Regions from separate parts of the Sus scrofa genome. Here all the other regions are linked to region 3. The links are chromatin contacts, called in public promoter capture Hi-C maps. All regions are on one chromosome and are shown on one strand. Each heading gives the region's core, a stretch centred on a gene start, on an enhancer-like site or on the middle of the called end of the contact. The rest is flanking DNA. Distances are from core to core; before and after follow the strand shown. Region 1 holds the start of SRSF4 (serine and arginine rich splicing factor 4). Region 2 holds the start of PHACTR4 (phosphatase and actin regulator 4). Region 3 holds the start of YTHDF2 (YTH domain-containing family protein 2).

Evidence for each region. Promoter capture Hi-C pulls out the DNA fragments that hold promoters and counts their contacts.
Region 1: a promoter capture Hi-C map of liver shows a contact between it and region 3, with 4 times the contacts expected there. The contact joins the promoter of SRSF4 here to the promoter of YTHDF2 in region 3. A contact is called at or near these places in 3 of 5 promoter capture datasets (fetal liver, fetal skeletal muscle and liver) and 1 of 2 datasets of contacts at active chromatin or transcription factors (alveolar macrophages).
Region 2: a promoter capture Hi-C map of liver shows a contact between it and region 3, with 2.4 times the contacts expected there. The contact joins the promoter of PHACTR4 here to the promoter of YTHDF2 in region 3. A contact is called at or near these places in 1 of 5 promoter capture datasets (liver) and 1 of 47 Hi-C or Micro-C datasets (heart right ventricle).

Annotation. Positions count from the first base shown.
Region 1 is chr6:86,090,376-86,093,863 of Sscrofa11.1, forward strand. It overlaps SRSF4 (serine and arginine rich splicing factor 4), which reads right to left and starts at 2,228. Exons shown (of 6, transcript NM_001077216.1): 1 at 2,122-2,228. The coding sequence starts at 2,228.
Region 2 is chr6:85,409,837-85,413,392 of Sscrofa11.1, forward strand. It overlaps PHACTR4 (phosphatase and actin regulator 4), which reads left to right and starts at 2,157. Exons shown (of 16, transcript XM_021095668.1): 1 at 2,157-2,397.
Region 3 is chr6:85,715,548-85,719,062 of Sscrofa11.1, forward strand. It overlaps YTHDF2 (YTH domain-containing family protein 2), which reads left to right and starts at 1,600. Exons shown (of 7, transcript XM_005665152.3): 1 at 1,600-1,688; 2 at 1,690-1,820; 3 at 1,823-1,968; 4 at 1,971-2,106; 5 at 2,661-2,740. The coding sequence starts at 1,600.

The DNA.
Region 1 (3,488 bases), core at 978-3,477, 380 kb after region 3:
CTCAAAATTGTTCCTTATTCGACCATCACCAGTTATGACATACACTATTCCCAGACACTTCGCTTCAAGCCCCAGTCAAACTGTACTTCAAAGCCCATTTCAAACAAATCTTTTCAAACAAACTATTCTAAGTTCCACTTACTGAGTTTACACTGAGGGCAAGAATTTCTTAATTTAAAGTGTGTGTTATAAGCACTTAATTTACACAAGAGCAGAACTGTTTTTCTGCCTCCTCCCCAATTCATTTAGCACAATAGCAGGCACATTCGTTAGCAACACAGATGATCCATTAATTACTTTTCCCATTAACATCAACAATCATTTCCTAAGTAACCTTAGAAAACAGACTTCAATCATTACCTGAGGAACCTTAGAAAACAGACTTCACCAAATATGCTTCACACTATTAAACACTCAACAAGCTAAGATGTGTCTCCTTATGATCATGGTCAAATCCCTTTGATTATAGCTACCATTTACAGCAATGAGCCAAATGCTTTACAATTATTACCTCTAATCTTCCTTTTCCTTGTGGATGAGGAAACTCAGAATCAGAGAAATAACTGGCCCACAGATAGTAAGTGGTGAAGCTAAGATTTGACCCAGGCCTGCCTGATTTCAAAACCTAAGCTTTCCTTACCAAATTTAATTATCCCGACAACTTAATTGGGCTCTAAAGAAAATCTGTAAGTTTAAACTCCATTCTCGATCATTCAGATATATGATACATATCACAATAACAACCTCCGGCCCACTTTATCTAGTATAAGAACTGAAACAAGTAATTTCCGTACAAAACAAGTAATTTCCGAAGACTTCTACTCTAAAAGAAATCAGTATTCATAATAAACACTTGATGACACTTTCCTTAGCAAGAAGGTGATTCTGCCTAACAATTAATTTGAAATAACTTTTTAAACCTAGGCAACAGTTTGAGTATACTGTAGCTTCCAGTTTTTTTCAAATGTGCAACTCAGGTATTTTTCTTAACTTCTCAAATGTTAGTTGCTAGCATTACATTGGGAGTAAACTGTACCCATAACAAACTTGTTGCAAAGCAGGTCTTAAAAAAAAAAAAAAAAAAAAAGCCAGAGTTCCTCTTAACACCCAAGGTTTAGTACACTAAAATGTCCCCCTTACTCCTTTTATTTTTGTATATCCATGCCTTTGTATACCCGCTAACATTTTCTGGTTCTCACAGTTTCCCCTTGTTGATTATCTTCTCCAGGCCTGACTCCTAATCTGTTTTCCCAGAAACTTGTAGCCCCTGTGGGCCCTGCTCTACCAAAGTCAATTAGGAATACAAGCAACAGAACACACCCGGATAGGTAGCAAGTTAGCAGTTTCAAGCTGTAAGTCTCCGTTTACATCAACTAGTTAACTAGTTACCGGGGCCATTATTCTCTAACAAATTCTACAAAGACAAAGCAATTTTTTTGCCAAGTTAGAGAACGGAAACCACAGCATGGAAACTTCGTACGCAGTCTTAAAGATAGCATGCTAAGACTCTAATTTATCCTTGTAGAGGGAACGGTGAAGGCTTTCGGCACCACACACGCCGATACTTTCGAAACTGTCACTAGACTACTCAAACCAGAGTCTCCCGCTCAAAAAAGTGTAGCACAGGGCAAGTCTAAAAAGGGTGTCCCTTCAGAGCTCCCGTCCCTGGGAGAAATGCGCTGTGATCATCTGATCCATTAAACTGGGTAAGAAATGAAAAGGGAGCAGGAAATCTGTTTATTTCCAGCAGCCCTTAGAGCGGGAAAGGTCTGTCTCTACCGGAGATCGACCAGGCCCTGGGAAGGAAAAAGCCAGGCCTCCCCAGCTGTCCTGGAGCTGTGCCCTCCCGCCCGGAGTCCCAATCCCACTCGGGTTTTCCTTTTCCCCGTCCCACTCAGAGCCTCACCATCGCTCCCATTATCCCTCCACCACCCCCACCCGCGCAGGCGCAGTGGGAACCGGGGCCTACCCGCGCCCCCGAGGCGCCGCGACTATGGCGGAGCGGGAGCAGGCCGGTAGGCGCTCTGCGCGGGGTAGGCGTCCCTCTCCCGTCACCGAGGCCTCCCCGCCACCGCCAGGGTCCCATCCCCACCCAGCCAGCCCCTCCTCCGCCCTCCTCACCCGTTCTTCAGATCCACCTCTAGGATCTTCCCGTAGCCCTTAAAGAAGCGCTCCACATCGCGCTCCCGGGCCTGATAGCTCAGGCGGCCGATGTACACCCGCGGCATCCCGGCAACTGCGGCGGCGGCTTGGCCCGGCCCCAGCCCCTTAGGCGGCGGCCGGCGAAGCGAGAGCGCGGCGACGGCGGCGGCAACGGGCGGGCGGCGGGACGGACGCAGCCGAACCCGGCGACGTACGCGAGCACGCAGCTCGCGAGCACGCGCCTCCCCCGCCCGCCCGCGGAGAGTAACGGGGGGGGGAACGCGCCTTCTTCCCGCCCTGCCGGAGGTGGAGGCGGGGCCTGTCCGGAGGCGCGCCGGCGCAGGGCGGGACCAGGTGATCGACAGGCGGCGCGGGGGTACATCCTCTCGCGAGCTTGGCGCGAGGGGCCTGCGCCGCTTGGCGCAGCCCGCGGGCTTCGCCCCTCCCCCGGAAGTGTCCACGTCCCCCTCCTTCCAGCCCTGAGAGCATTGCTGCTTTTGTCCCTTGAACCCGGAGCTGTATCGACTCTAGAGCAGATTTGGAATTAAACCTGGCTTCTAATTGTCTGTGACCTTGAGCTCATTACGCGCCTTTCGGCTTCGTCTTCTCTGTAAAAGGGGGATTAGTAATTCCAGCCTTCCAGAGTTGTTCCTAGCACCTCGTAAGTGCCCAATAAATAATAGCAATATTATTTTAAAAATAGGACAGTTTGCTTCAGTGGAAGCAGTGTGCAAAGTAGAGACTAGAACTTTGGAGCTAGATTAGGCTTGTCACTGGCTAAATTATTAAATTACCAATTTAATCTATTTTCTGACTTGTAAAATTAGAATAATTTATCCCATCTCAGTGGACTACCAGGGTAACTAAGAGAGTATGTGGAAGGGCTTCAGTATCTGGGACGTGGTAGGAGCTCAGTAAATATTGGTTCCCTTCTCTCCTACCCAGTTTATCTAGAATCACAAAGGAGTTTTGTTTCTTTGCTGTTTTTATTTACTTCAGAAATTATATTTTGAAAGGTAATTCATTAACTGGTTCAAATGATATACAGTGAAAAGTCTTCCCATCTCTGTCCTCTGGCAGCCTAGTTCCCCACCCTCCACTCCCTGAGAGGCCCACACAATATAATCAATTTCGTAAATGTTCTTTGAGGTATTTTACACATGTAAAGCAACTTGTGGTGTACCACACGTATGGTTCTGCATTTAATATAATTTGAAACTCATTCTGTAAGAGTACAAAAGGAGCTTCCTCAGGATTATTTTTATGGTTTATAATATGCCATTTTATACACTGATTTGTGTAATCAGTGCCTAGGAAAGGACATTGAAATAGATTCAAACCTTTGG
Region 2 (3,556 bases), core at 907-3,406, 310 kb before region 3:
TTTGATGAGTTTCAATTTATCTGAAACTCATCATCTGGCCTTGAAACCATAACCACATCAAAATGATTAACACAGTTGTCACCTCCAAAAATTTCCTCATCCCCTTTATAATCCCTTCCTACCATGCTTTCCTGGTCCCCAGGCAACCACTTGAACTGTTTTTGTCATAGCAATTCCTAGAATTTTATTTTTATTTTTAAAAATTGTTTTATTTTTTGTCTTTTCAGGGCCGCACCTGCAGCATATGGAGGTTCCCAGGCCAGGGGTCTAATGGGAGTTGTAGCCGATGGCCTACGCCAGAGCCATAGCAACTCCAGATAAGAGCCGAGTCTGCAACCTACACCACAGCTCATGGCAACTGCTGGATCCTTAACCAGCTAAGTGAGGCCAGGGATCGAAACTGCAACTTCATGGTTCCTAGTCGGATTCGTTAACCACTGAGTCACGACGGGAACTCCAAATAAATATCCATTTACTTTTTGAAGAACATTGGAGTTGTTTCCATTCTTTTGACTATTACTTTTTTTTTTCCATTATAGCTGGTTTACAGTGTTCTGTCAATTTTCTACTGTACATACAGCAAAGTGACCCAGTCACACATACATATATACATTCTTTTCTTTCACATTATCATGCTCCATCATAAGTGACAAGATATAGTTCCCAGTACTATGCAGCAGGATTGACTATTACAAATAGAGCTGCTGTGACCATTCATGTTCAAGTCTTTGTGCAGACGTATGCTTTCATTTGTCTTGAGTAAATACCTATAGTATAATGATTGGGCCATATGGTAGATGGGTATATTATTTTATTTTATTTTATTTTGGTCTTTTTAGGGCCACACCCACGGCATACGGAGGTTCCCAGGCTAGGGGTCTAATCAGAGCTGTAGCCGCCAGCCTACACCAGAGCCACAGCAACACAGGATCTGAGCCGCCTCTTTGACCTACACCACAGCTCACGGCAACGCTGTATTCTTGACCCACTGAGCAAGGCCAGGGACCGAACCCGCAACCTCATGGTTCCTGGTAGGATTCATTAACCACAAGCCACAATGGGAACTCTGATGTGTATGTAATTTTTAGAGAAACTGCCAAACAGTTTCCCAGAGTGGTTGTATCATCTTACAGTCTTACCAGTAGAATGACAATTCCCACTGCTCTACATTCTTGCTAACACTTCATATTGCCAGTCTTTTGATGTTACCCATTCTAGTGGGTATGTAATGTTATCTCACTGTGGTTTAATTTGCATTTCCCTAACATCTTTTATGTGTTTATTTGCCATCCATTTATTATTATCTTTGGTAAAGTGTCTCTGTTCAAATCTTTTTTTTTTAAACTAGATTGTCTTCAGTTGAAAGAGTTCTTTGTGTATTTTAAATACTAGTCCTTTGTTGGATATAGGTTTTGTTGCTATTTCAACTAGGTCTGTGGTTTGCCTTATTTCATAACAGTATTTTAAAGAGCAAAAGTGATCATTTTGCTGTTGTGCAGTTTATCGATTTTTCTTTTATGGATTGTGTATTTGAAAGTCACATGGATTTTCTCCTGTGTTTTCCTCTAGAAGTTTTGTAGCTTTAGGTTTTACATTTAGGTCTAATTTGGACTGTGACACAATGGGTTTGGCATTTAGAAAGATCCTCTGACAGCAGCAAGGAAGGTGTTTGGAGGGTGATTGCCTGGAGGTCTGAAACTAGAGAAACTTGGAGAGGTAATGGTGTCTTCCTGCAGGTGATGGTAGTGGAAAAACTGGTAAGGAACTCCGGGGTGTGGAGTGACTGGACCTCATGGGCTGAAGATGATAAAAATGATTCCCAGGTTCCTTCCTTATGCACAAAGTTGCGGGTAACTTGCTTCCAATTTTACTGCACTTCAAATTGGCTCTCAATAGTTTTTTCTTTCGGGGGGAGATTGAAATTGAAATTTAGCCACACGGGGACTGGACACAGCTTTCTAAAACAGCATATCTGCATCAGCTGCGTACTTAGGCGCTCCCTAGAGCCCAGCACTGAACTTTGTCCTCCCGAGTCCAAAGACCTTTGCTCTGTTTAATACCAGGAAAGGTGCCCGAGTTCTTTTACCCGCAGGAAATCGGCAGTGAGCGGCGCATGCCCGGAGAGGCCGTGTGGAGCCGATCGCCTGGAGCTAAGGGCGAGGGGTTCCCGCCATTTTGACCGGCTGGCGACACAGCGGGCTCTTTCCAGGAGACTACAAGTCCCGTGAGGCCCCGCGGCGGCACTTCCTATCCCTCACTGTCCTGCCTGCTCCCTTTCCCCCCTCCCGGGGGCCGAAGGCTCTGGCAGCACCCTGGAGGCCGGCGGGCCAGGTAGGATTTCCGGGGGAAACTACTTTGGAGGCTGAGGCGGCGGCGGCGGCGGCGGCGGCGCCCCGGGTGAGTTCGGCAAGCAGGGGAAAGTGCGCGGGGTCGCGCGGCGGGCGTCTCGTGGGCTCGGGCAGCGCTCTTGGCTCCGCTTGGGGGTCGCGGTGCGGGCCAGGGTACCGGCCGGGCCGTGGTCGCTTCTGGCCAGGGCGGAGCGGGCGGTGGCCGCCGCCTCTTCCTCCGCCCTCCCACAACGGTCAGCGGCAGCTTCTCCGCCTGCGGCGCGCCCCGCGCAGACTAACCCTCTCCGCCCCCCGGGACTTGGCGGGGCTCTTTTGTCTGGGCTGCTTTGCGCCCCTTTGTGCCCGGCGGTGGACTCGCCTTCTCGAGGGAGCACTCCCGGCCAGTCGCGGAGAGGGACTAGTCTCTGGGGATCCGGTTATGGTAACCAGATCGGGTCAAAGTCCATTTTTTAAACCCTTCCTCCCTCATACCTCTGCATCCCAGCTAGGCAGATCCGAGGTTTCGGAGCCAAGTAGAGGCAGACAGAGTTTCTGTTGAAAACCTCGAAGTTATTGTCCAGCTCATGTATGTCAACCCCGGGTGGCTTCAGGGCACTGATCTCTTCCAGGCATTTTTTGGTGGGGGGATGGGCCTCTGGGAAATGAGTGAGTCCCTCTCCCCTAGAAACCGGGAAGGGATCGAATTTGCTGCGATGTCTATATGGGTCGCAGCTGTGATGAGGAGTCCAAGAACTAACGCGGACGGGCAGAATAGTAGTTCACACACCTCTAGAATCTCGGAGGAAAGAAAGTGATTTATAGGGCAGCTAGCAGCCTCTTCATCCACTGCTTGCAGAAAAAGACGATAGCACTTCATCCAGCCGCCCAGTTTCTCGCTCCCTGTCTCCTACTCTCCAAATCTATTTCTTATTTTTTCAGCTTAAAACGAAAAGTTAAAAGCAAACGTCCGTTATTAGAAGGAGCCGCTTTATACAGAAACCAGAGACCTAGTGGCTTCTAGAAAGCCTCAGATGTAATATATGAAGCCAGTTTGAGGGAGGAGAGGTAGTTTACTGCAACTGGTGAATTATGTGGGTTTGATCACATTTTGTTGATGGTAACTTTATGTATCTTCCCTTGGAAGACTGCGTTACTAGGTTCACTTTGAAGTAAAGCTTTTTAAAAACCATTGCAGATTCTTTTTTTGAGAAATAAATTAGTCTTTCAAG
Region 3 (3,515 bases), core at 350-2,849:
GAGTGGACTCAGCTGAAGTCTAGTGCATTTGGTACCTGACCTTATTCATTTTAACTACATGATCATGGGCAGAAAAAAATGCTTTGAGCACTTCAAGCAAAAGTATGATGCAAAATCCAAGATGCTGTGTTATCACTTATTTTACTACTGAGTCTACCAATGACTCTTGTATCCATGGAGTGGATGGTATCAGGTTGACACTTATTAGAGCATTATTTGTTTACAAGTATTTGAAATTACAAAAGCTACTAGGAGATGGCCTGCCAGGATCAAATATCCCTGCAGAAGTTAGGTTTGCCTCTGATTAAAAATGCTTTTTCCCACCCTTTTAATCTCCTCTGGATTCTGGTTCCTGAATACAGGATTTCTCTTGAGGGCAGAGGGACACTATTCTTCTCAATGTCATATAAACCTATTTAAAAGCTGTGTGACTTTGGGCACATGACTTAACTTCTGTTTCTTCAGCTGTAAAACGAATAGACTGATAGCAATTTTGAAGATGCTGAAAGACTTTAATATGTTTAAAGCATTTAACAACAAAGCCTAGATTATAGCAGGTATTCAGATAGCATTAATGTCTTTCTGCAGATTTTCTGAACTCGTTGAAAGAACATGTACAATTTTGTGTAGATTAATGAGGTGACTTTTCTTGGAAATAAAGTCCATAGTTTAACAGAGTATCATGGGGGTCAGCGACATCCCTAAAAAAAGAACTGTAGTTTCTAGATTCTCCTCCCTGCAATGCCAAAGGGTGAATCCTTTTCTCAGGGGACCAGATTTTTTGCGGTTATTTTTGCTCTCCGGGCACTCTTTTTGTAGTGTGCCAACAGAAGAGGATAACCAGGTGGGAGGGTGTCTTTCTCAGGGCAGGGCTCCCTTGAAGTTTCCCTAAGGGCTCTGTGACCCCAGTTCTTGTTCCCTCCCACATGGGGTAGGGTGCCATCTGCAACTGGGGAAACAGGTTTATTTTAAGGTCTCTCAGCCTTCGGGGGGTCGCTTCCTCACCGAAAAACCGGCGTTTATGTGTTTGCACAAGCTTAAAGCTGCTCCCTTCCCTCCAGCTGTTAGTCAAAGCCTCTTGGTGCGACCCTAGCCGCCCCCACCCTCCTAGGCCCCAATACCGAGGCGGTGGGGGCGGGGAGGCCGCGCGCGCCGCTTCCGCTCCTCCAGCCCACCAGAGGGCGCTGCGCCCCCGCCTCTTCCTTCCCGGGGTGCTTCGCGCCCGGCCCCTTCCGCGTGGGTGAGTGAATGTGAGAGTCAGCGTCGCGCCGCGCGCGCCGTCCGCTTTCGCCGCTCGGCGCCCTTATTTCGGCTGCGAGGGGCGGGTGCGCGCGTCAAGGCATAGAGACGGGCGTTGAGTTCTCGGGCTAGAGCGTCGCTGAGTCGGAGCCGGAGCCCGAGCCGCGCGCGGTGTCTCCGCTGCGTCCGCCGAGGCCCCCGAGTGTCAGGGACAAAAGCCGCCGCCGCGCCGCCTGCTCCCGCCGCCAGGGCTCATCCGCCGCCGCCGCCCTGAGGAGAGTCCGCCGCCGTCGCCCCCCCGGAGGATCCGAGAGCCATGTCGGCCAGCAGCCTCTTGGAGCAGGTACAGGCCCGGCCCGCATGCCTCGGCCATTGTGTGAGGCGAGAGGGAGCCCGACTAGGCCCGGGCCCGCCGCCCCCGGTCGGGCCGAGCCGAGGCGGCGCCTTTCGCGGGCCGGGTTTCGAGGCTCTCCGGCCGGCCGCGCCCAGCGCCTCGCCCTCACCCGCACTCCCCGCTCCTCCCCGGGTCTCGGAGCCCGCCGGCCGCGCCGTGTTCCCTTCTCTCGGCGGGCCTCGTTTTTCCTCTTGTTTCCTTCCCCTTCTGTGAAGCCCCGGTTTCCTCGCGTTGTTCGTGGCGCGGCCCCCGCTTCTCTCCGCGGGGCCCGCTGGCCTCGCGCTTTCCCCCGCCTCCCATCCTCAGTCTCCCCCTCACTCCCGTTCCCCGACGCCTCTCCTCAGGCCTGCGCCTTTATTCCCTTCTCGGGCCCGGCTTTAATTGGTGTTTCCTTTTCCATTTCTTCCTCGGACGACCCGCTGCTCGGCGACGTTTCCTTCGCCCGCAGAGACCAAAAGGTCAAGGAAACAAAGGTGAGCCCAGCTCCGCCGGTGGCCACGGGCCGGGAAGGGGGCCCCGAGTGGTGGGGGCGGGGTCTCCGGGAAGCGCCCCGGGGAGAGGACCTTTCGGAAGCCGCTTAGTTTGCAGGTGCCTCACACTTAAGTATCTGACCCTTTCCGTGTGTTCCTGCAGCTGGCGAACAGCTTTTTGGTGAACAAGGAGTAATTCATTAGAGGTGGGGGTGGATTCGGTTTTGAAATGTCCCAGGTCCTTAGTTTCCTGTAGGTCTTAGAAGGCCTTTGTTTTTCATCCTCGTGGATCACACTCTGGAAGTACTCACATGTGATGGGGGAGGGGAAGCGGGAGGGAATTGAAATCTAGAGGAGCCAATAAAATGACCTTTTAAGATCAACTTGCTCTGGGTGGAGGGAGACATTTTCACTGACGAATATTGGTTTATCCTTTTGAAATCCAAACATATTTGCTCTGTTTGGTAAGGTTTTTCTCTGGTTGGAAGGCTTTTAATTAATTTGTGAAGTAGAGTGCATGTTTGAGACACCCCTAACACGAGCTTTTTTTTCTTTAGTGCAAAATGGATCTGTACATCAAAAGGATGGATTAAATGATGATGATTTTGAACCTTACTTGAGTCCACAGGCAAGGCCCGTGAGTAGTTAACCATTTACATGCTTGATCAAAGGATGTAGTATACCATTATCTTTTCTCTGATCTGTCAGTAAATCTCATTTTTAGGGAATGACTTTCTTAATACCAATCAGTATGGTATAAAAACAGTTACAAATGTTAAGATCCTCATCTGCTTTGTCAGCAAACACAATTTTCTGAGAGAGACTAGTACTGATAACATTTTACAGTATACTAACAGTGGCACTTGTTTGAGTAGTTTTTCCTCCTTACAAATAATATATCAGTGCAGAATTTAAGGATCCTTTCCATTGTTGAAGATTTTGAATTTTCATCCCCAAAGCATTTTTCTTTTAGGAAAATTGGATTTGTACGTGATGGGAGAAAGTAACAAAATCACCTTAATTTTATTCATTGCTGTGGAACTGGTTATCTTCCTTTTGTCTGGCCACTAGTTACTGGGTTCTTAGAACGATTTTGAAGTTGAGCCATGTCTACATTTATAAAGACCAATTTTGGACGTATCCGGCTTTTTATTTAGGGGAGCTAGAGGATTTACAAAATAGTGTTAAGATACAGTGCTGTTTAGCGCAAAGACGGAGAATGGTTGGGACTCAGGCACTTTCACCACAGTGGCCTGGGTTCAGTCCCTAGTCTGGGAACAGATCCCACATCAAGCCACTGTGTAGTGGCCAAAAAAAAAAAAAATAAATAAATAAAGGAGTTCTTGTTTTTGCAGTGTAATCTTCTAACAGGAAGATTAGTTGTATATAGGTTCACATATATGAACATGGCC